Linked DNA regions of Mus musculus: region 2 is linked to region 1. A link is a contact called in public promoter capture Hi-C data. All regions are on one chromosome and are shown on one strand. Each heading gives the region's core, a stretch centred on a gene start, on an enhancer-like site or on the middle of the called end of the contact. The rest is flanking DNA. Distances are from core to core; before and after follow the strand shown. Region 1 holds the start of Mrps22 (mitochondrial ribosomal protein S22). Region 2 holds the start of Prr23a1 (proline rich 23A, member 1).

What was found. Promoter capture Hi-C pulls out the DNA fragments that hold promoters and counts their contacts.
Region 2: a contact with region 1 is called in a promoter capture Hi-C map of stem cell-derived epiblast-like cells, with 2.7 times the contacts expected there. The contact joins the promoter of Prr23a1 here to the promoter of Mrps22 in region 1. A contact is called at or near these places in 12 of 39 promoter capture datasets (the 3T3-L1 cell line, the C10 cell line, the HPC-7 cell line and 6 more), 2 of 15 datasets of contacts at CTCF or cohesin (both in embryonic stem cells), 20 of 484 Hi-C or Micro-C datasets (Sertoli cells, embryonic stem cells, morula and 1 more), 6 of 115 datasets of contacts at active chromatin or transcription factors (embryonic hindbrain, embryonic stem cells and stem cell-derived neural progenitor cells) and 2 of 9 other capture datasets (adipose tissue and pancreatic islet).

Annotation. Positions count from the first base shown.
Region 1 is chr9:98,599,780-98,603,988 of GRCm38.p6, forward strand. Mrps22 (mitochondrial ribosomal protein S22) reads right to left here and starts at 1,900. Exons shown (of 8, transcript NM_025485.3): 1 at 1,694-1,900. The coding sequence starts at 1,865.
Region 2 is chr9:98,840,744-98,844,952 of GRCm38.p6, forward strand. Prr23a1 (proline rich 23A, member 1) reads left to right here and starts at 1,844. Exons shown (of 1, transcript NM_001134660.1): 1 at 1,844-2,902. The coding sequence starts at 1,844. The coding sequence ends at 2,620.

The DNA.
Region 1 (4,209 bases), core at 650-3,149:
GTCCAGAGTCTTAAAATGATTCCTGACTCCTTCCATACCCAACACACTGAGCCAAAAAAAAAAAAAAAAAAAAAAAAAGCAGGTAAAATGATAGGACTGACCATTATTAACACATAGGAGATTTACTGTGCAGTGCTTGCTGAGCTAAATACACACCATGCTCAGAATATTCAGCTCTCACAGCAACCCTATAAAGCAGTTAGCCCACTTTTACAAAAAACGAATACTAGGTAATCGTCTCTTTTTAGATCTAGCTCCCACTGCCATTACTTTAGTCAAAGCCATGCTTGCTCCTTACCTTGGCTTCTCTGACTCTTTCCTGAACTCACTACAAACCATTCCCACAAAGATTCCTTGAGAGTGATCTGCTAAAAAACGCAAGCAAGATGATTTAAAGCTTTCACATTTAAAACTCGCATGGTTTGACTGTGTCCGCCACTGAGAGATTTAGTCTCTGTCCCAGTTAGGGTTTCTATTACTGCAATGAGTCACCATGGCCATGAGCAAGCTGGGGAGGAAAGGGTTTGGCTTACACTTCCACAGTGTAGTCGTCTATCGTTGAAGGAAGTCGGGACACAAACACAAGTTGCCCAGAGGCAGAAGCTGATGCAGAGGCCATGGAGGGGTGCTGCTTACTGGTTTGCTCCCCCTGCTTTCTTATAGAATCCAGGACCACCACCAGCCCAGGCATTGCACTACCCACAATGGACTGGGCCCTCCCACCTCAAACACTAAGTAAGAAAATGTCCTACAGCTGGATCTTATGGAGGCATTTCTTTCCATTCAGATAACTCTGGCTTGTGTCAAGTTGACACAAAACTAACGAGAACGTTTCTTTGAAGACCAAACTCCTGTGTTTATTCTCATGGTCACCCACAAGCTCCAGTAACTATATACATGCTCAGCACTACACTGTCTTGAGACAAGCTCACGCACCTGCTCGACTCTAGTGATCGTTTTTTTACTCCAGTGCGCCTCAATTTGTATCTAACTGTATACTGACCCTGGAATAACAAAGACATCTCAACTTCAACACAAAACAAGCAAAATTCCGCCTCCTTTCCCGTTTTTTAATTTTCATTTTACCGAGTCATCAATCCAAACTCAAAAATCAACCACATAAACTGTTTCTACCATTAATGTTCTCTAGCTTGCCACGAGTCTCCATTCAACTGCTTACCATCAAAACCTGGACACTTACTTAGACATTATCAATCCTAACTCCAAAATACGTTCCCCCAAAATACCAGCGTTCAGTTTCTTCTCTATACCTCTGCTTATTATGGTGTCCTCTTGTTCTTTTAACCTTAGCATGGTTAGCCTGGTGGCAGCGTTGCCCGTATTTTCCCTGGGATTCATCCCTATGCGTCCAACATAGTTTGAAAGGCAGCTAAGTGCTTTCCGCCCCCCCCTCCCCCCATGCCCGACGTAGCCTGGATCACAGAACTCTGCCAATCGCCACTGGGATAACAGAGTCCAGGTCAACCCTACAGCATGCCCCAAGCTAATGTAGTGTAATGCTTTGCAAGGGGCGGCACGCAAGCACTAGTGACTGAATGAATGAATGAATGAGGACTTAGATAAGTTCTGCAAGGACGGACGGAAGCCGCACGCAGTCTGACAAGCCGCCTTCACTCGTTAGAGCAAGCTCTAAGTTTCCCGGGCGCTCAGCAGAGTTCTGGCGGTCACTCACCTGCCTCGGAGCTGAGCAGGCGGCGAGGCTGCCCCACCTCGAATGGCTGGGGCCGCGTCGCGAGCAGAGCATCGGGGTGGCGCTGGGCTGTGGCCCGAGTACAGACCCGCCGTGCTCGCCGAGAGCCCAATTGGAACCTCCACAGCGACAACGGTGTTCTGACTGCAGCCATGATTACCAGACGCTCTTTGCGCCGGAATCGATAGAGCAACTTCCGGCTCGAGAGGTTTTTGTGCAGCATTCTGGGAAATGTAGTCTGGGTGGAGGCAAGGCGCCGCGGAAGCGTTTTAAAACTACTAAAATCTTTGTGCAAGCAAGGCAAGCACTGTATGGAATGAGCTATATGCCCCGCCCCGCTTCCCTCTTAGAGACAGTCTCTGCAGTCTTGACCTCAAACCCGCTGCAATCCGCTTTCTGACCTCTGATTACAGATGTGGGAATGAACTTTTTAAAGAATTTTTTTAAAGTAATTTTGTTTGTGTGTGCATGCGCATGAACTTGTATGTGGAGGTCAGAGGATAGCCTGGGAGAGTCGCCGCTCTCTTTCGACCCAGAGATGGAACTCAGGTGAAACTTGGTAGCAGGTATCTTTACAACCTGAGCAGGAATCTCACCAGCCCATTTACTTTTGTTTGTTTGTTTATAGTATTAGCTTTATCATTTGTATACAAGACATATACCACATACACACACATGCATACACACATAATACATACATGTTAAGAGTACATACATTAAGAAACAAAATAGTCGGGCGTGGTGGCGCACACCTTTAATCCCAGCACTTGGGAGGCAGAGGCAGGCGGATTTCTGAGTTTGAGGCCAGCCTGGTCTACAGAGTGAGTTCCAGGACAGCCAGGGCTACACAGAGAAACCCTGTCTCGAAAAAAAAAAAAACAAAAAAAAAACCAAAAGAAACAAAATAAGGGCTTGGAATTTAGCTCAGCACTAGAGTACTTGCCCTAGGTTCGGGTCCTAACAACACATGGGCACGTGCAACATCCCACCAACTGCTTATTCACAAGTACGTGTTTGAGTCTCTCGATGTGTGTACAGGTTTTTTGTTTTGTTTTTGTATTTTTTTCCTCTGTGCTCCTTTTCTCTTTTCTTTTTGGTTTTATGGTTCTGAATAATGAATGTGTATTGCCCTCCTAGACCTCTTCCCCCACTTGCGGGTTTAAATCCAACTGTTTGCAGTTCTTTCAAACTTTTCAAACGCACCCCAAATGTTTGTTCTTCATTCTGAATCCATAACCACCAATCACCTTATACCTTCCCTTCATCGGCCCTTCTATAATTTCTGGTCATTCTCCTTATTATCTGCTTATTTTTCTCACCACATGAAGGCTATGCCTATACATTATTATAATTTTACCTAGTACTGTTTATGTGCAGAACAAATACTTGTTGAATGAAAGAATGGATGGGTGGATGGATGGATGGAAGGATGGATGGATTGGTAAATGGATGGATGCATAGATGGATGGATGGATGGATGGATGGATGGATGGATGGATGGATCAATGGATGGATGGATGGATGGATGGATGGATGGATGGATGGATGGATAGGTGGGTGGATGCATAGATGGATGGATGGATGGATGGATGGATGGATGGATGGATGGATTGGTGGATGGATGGATGGATGGATTGGTGGATGGATGGATGGATGGATGGATGGATGGATGGATGGATGGATTGGTGGATGTATGCATGGATGGATGGATGGATGGATGGATGGATGGATAGATAGGTGGATGGATGGATGGATGGATGGATGGATGGGTGGGTGGGTGGATGAATGGATGGACGGATGGATGAGTGGGCACATGATTTCATTATATTCTTTTCTAGGTGACTAGGGAGTGCAATTCTTTTCCTTCCATAGATTAGTCAGCTTAAGTAAGCACTTTGCCCTAGGCCTGGCAGAAGAAAGTTGTTGAACAAATATGTGTTTGAATTTGCTGGATAGAGAGAGACTTAACTCCTAACCTCACCTATTTTCTTCCCCATTCCCCATTGTGAAAATTCATTTAACAAAATGGAGTCACTCCTAGCTTATCCCATTGTAAAGGAGTCTCCTCTCCACAGGAGACACTATAGCTATGAACACTTACTGCAAGAGCTAAACCAATCCGTTGACAAAGGCTCCCCTGCCTTTAAGAATAGTTTTACTTAGTAACAAGTACCAGAGCTGCTGTGACCGTTAGACTGGCTTACACAGTCATTTCTGAGGCTTGTCAGCTTTCTAAAGCAAAAAAGTGCCCCCCCCCCCAAAAAAACCCTATCTCCCTTCATTTCAAAGTGATTGAGACTATCTTAGTAAAACCCACAACTTTTTCTTTGTCCACTGAACATATCAGGGATCACCCCAGTTTTATGTACTCATGCCCCTGTTTCTAATCTTAATCTTTGTTCCCAAATAATTGGTTTTTTGGAAATTCATGCCTGTGTTTCTGTTTGAGTTTTAAAAGGTTATTTGCGTATTTATTTGTTTGATTATTTGTATATGTG
Region 2 (4,209 bases), core at 594-3,093, 240 kb after region 1:
CCCTGATAATTTGCTTCTGTCCCAGTCTTCAGATCAGATTTTGTGCCAGATAAGCTCCTAAGACCAAGCAAACAACAGCTATGGGGGCCACCCACTCGGCTCTGAGACCCTCCCTGTGTGCTGCCCTGCTCTGTGATGATCCATCTTCCTTACACCACGATTCTCTTGCCTCCATCCTCAGTAGTACCCTATTCAGGAACCTTCCGGTTCTTCGATTCTTCCACGTGATCAAGGGTCACAGACAGACCTCTCCAGATCCCAAAAGCAAGCTTCTTCCCACCCTACCTCAGCCTGGAGCTCTGAGGTTGCCTGGGTTACCTGGGAGCCAGAGAGCAGGGAGCAACACTCCTTTTTGCCCAAGGGATGGAGCCTCTGGAATTTCAGGTTCTGACCAGGACCTTTGAAACACTCCAGGAGCCTAAACAGAATTGTCCCTAGCCCCTGTTCTTGGGAAAATGTTCCACCTAACCAGAAATTCAGCAGATGCGTAATATCAAGACTGAAGGCCAGCATACCCCAAATGTATCAGAACAAAGGTTACCGGAGTTTTAATTCCCTTCATAGCGCTAATATCGCAGAGCCTACACAAGAGGGTTCCAGTGTGATCATGGGCAGTCCACAGACTTTAATGACCATCTCAAAGGGCCTGGCTTACATGAATGAAGATTGGAGTCACAAAGTTTATCATCGAGCTTTCTTTCTCTCCAGTCTGGACTGCGTAGGCAGACTCCACCTTAAAAGAAAAAAAAAAAAAAAAACAGGATTCAAATAGGGTGGAATTTTATATGGCCCTTAAAAATGTAGGGGAGTTTAAATAATATGTGCACAATTTTCTTTTAAATAAACAAGATACTCTACTATCATAATTACCTCCAGGATGAAGAATCACGTGGTTAAACAACAGGCATAGGAGGGAATATTTTGTTGTCATCATTTGGCTTTTAAACCTGTTCTAAAAATCCGTGATGGGCTCTTGTACGGAGTTAACATTACTCCACCTTGATATGCCAAATAGGACTTGAAGCTGCAGCTTAGATCAATGTGCTGGGCACTATAAGCTTCAGCAAAGTTGAATTGCTATACCTAGTTTAGCTAGAGACCGGATCCTAGAAATTCGGTAACTCTTTGACATGACTTTTCAACTGCATACTGGACTAAAAATAGATAAGACGATATACCTCCGAGTTGTGATTAACATCCAATTCAATAACTCGTACTTCAGCTCACAGTATAATGCTTAAAAGACTGGCTCACATAACAATAATAATAATGATAATCACAAAACACGTTAACTCTACATTCTGTTTCACCATTGCTGGAGGATGACTGAGTGGTCATTTAAAAATCGGAAAGAGATTTAGGATTACATGCAAAACTTCCGGCACTATAGGTCAAACCAGAATTACGTCTCATGTCCTGATATGGCATTCCACTCGCGAGACTTGAGCAGTGATCCCTTACAGATATAGTGTGATGAAAGCATACAAGGCCCACAATCCAAAGCGAACCGAAGGCCTACAAACTAAATGGCTGCCCATGCAGTGCGACCAACCCATTGCCACGCACTGACCTACAAACTACAGCCACAGCCATTGGTCAGCATGACGCTCCTGGGCGGAGCCTAGAAGGGGCGGAGCTTACTATGACATTTCCCTATCCTTCGACGTGATTTCCCGCGCATCTCCTGAAATATAAATGTATCCGGCGTGAGGAAAGCCCAGAGCTGTAGAGCACGAGACTGAAGCCGCTCCATCAGCGCCTGAAGCCGCTCCGCCCGCGCCGTCGCACCTGCCCGCGCTGCACCCTGCACCCGCGCCTCTCCAGCCCCACAGAGCCGTCCATCATGCTGCGCACCAGGCCCCGCAGCCCCAGCGCCAACCCCGCGCCCTGCTGGTCACCGCAGACACCAGCACCCAGCCCTGCCAAGCGCCGCCGCCTCCACCAGGAGCCCGCGTGCCCAGAGCCCCTGGCTCAGCCAGAGCTGGAAGCGCCCGCCGAGCCCGCTAGCAGCGCGCTCACCTCCGTGGTGTTCCTGGCCGCCGGCTCTGCCCTGCAGTTGCCCCTGGATGGCATCGACCTGCTGTTGGAGCCTGAGCCCACCTCGGTCCTGCAAGTGTCGCTCCAAGAACACACCATCCTCCTGGTCCCCGAAGGACTCATGACACAACCCCAGCCAGGACAGCCTGGATTCGTGGCCATCAGCCCACAGGGAGCCGCTGCCCAGGACGGGCCCCAGGATCATCTAGTCGGTCTCCAGGAGGAAACCTTCTGTGAGTACTTCTACCAAGAAGATGTCTGTGATGAGGATGCAGACTTGGAATTGCTGGAACCCTGGGCTAGGCCTCCAGATGATCAGGCCAATGGGAACTTTTCCTCCATCCCAGGGGTGCCCAGTCCTTTGTTGCAGGAACAAGTCCCAGGGCCTTCCACTGGAGCAGAGCGATATTCTCCTAGGTTTATCTGGGAACTGGACAGCTACCTGCTGGGACCCCTCCCTGGCTCACCACTGCAGCCTCTGCCTCCATCTCCTTCCCAGAGTCCCCAAGAGCAGCTTCCGCCACGCCCTCCATGCTCTCCCCGGGCTCCTTGCAAGGCCCGGAAGCGACTGGTCTATGACTGAACTGCCCTGCACAAATCCTCGATGCCTCCCTGCAAGAGAACCCCTTCCCAATGCCATTGTGTGCCTTTACAGAGCCTACAAGGTTAGGATAACATTCTTGGTTTTGAAGTGGGCAGAATGTAGAATATTGGCTCTGTGATTGGCTTGAAGAAAGATCCTTAACGTTTTCTATTGGATATTTAAGTCCAATTAAGTACGGGTACATTCTTATATGTTATGTAATAAGGCACTTACTTGAATTTTATCATAAAGTATTGTCTTTTCTGTAAAAAGCTTTTTCATAGTCTTTGTCCTGCTGAGGTTTTACTTTATAAAGTTTCTGATCGTAAAATAATGTTGCTGTCTGTTTTGGTTTTGGTTAAGTACAACGACTTCATCAAAATGTTGGCTTTAGGGGCTGGCGAGATAGCTCAGTGGGTAAAAGCACTGACTGCTCTTCTGAAGGTCCTGAGTTCAAATCCCAGCAACCACGTGGTGGCTCACAACCATCCGTAACGAGATCTGGCGCCCTCTTCTGGAGTGTCTTAAGACAGCTACAGTGTACTTACATATAATTAATAAATCTTTTTTAAAATGTTGGCTTTAATAATTGAATTAAATTACATTTTAAAAACTTGATTATTAGAGTATCTTCATGTAAGAGCTATGCTGAGCACTGAATCGTTGTTATACACATAGCTACATTATAAGAGAAGAAATAAGACCAGGGGTGGGGCTAAAATACTTTTTAAAAAAAAGTCTCTCTGTGAGATACTTGAGGAGAGATGGTTGAAAGGAGAAACAATTGGAGAGTTGCCTTAAGGAATCCATTGTTACATTTTTAGAATTTTTTGCTTCCTACATGGTGCTCCATGATGTCTTTTTCATCAGTCCATGTGGTGGCTTGGTGGTGACAGCTCTTACAACAACTAAGGACCTTTTCATCTGTACTATTCCATAGAATTTCTTTTATATTAGAGAGTGGTTGGTTGGTTTTGGTTTGGGTTTTTGGATTTTGAGACAGGGTTTCTCTACAGAGCCCTGGCTCTCCTGAACTCAACATGTAGGTAGATCAGGCTAGTCTCGAATTCACAGAGATCCACCTCCCACTGTAGCTGTCTTAAGACTTGCCAGAAGAGGGCATCAAATCTTATTATGAGTGGTTGTGAGCCACCATGTGGTGGCTGGGATTTGAGCTCAGGACCTTCGGAAGAGCAGTCAGTGTTCTTACCTGCTAAGCCATCTCACCAGCCCTGTTCATATATTTTTGTTCATGTGTTTGCTGGGATTTGTGGTGGTTTGTTTGTTTGTTTGTTTTGTTTCTATTCAAATGACTTCTAATATTAAACTCCCCTCTCTCTCTCTCTCTCTCTCTCTCTCTCTCTCTCTCTCTCTCTGTGTGTGTGTGTGTGTGTGTGTGTGTGTGTGTGTGTGTGTGTGTGTGTGTGTGTGCTTTGCCTATGTATATCTGTGTGTATATCTGTGCACCATGTGAATACCTGAGTTCTGTGTAGGCCAAAAGAGGACACTGGATACCCTGGAATCAGAATTATAACTATACATAGTTTGAGCTGCAATCTGGATGCTAGGAATAAAACTAAGTTTCTCTA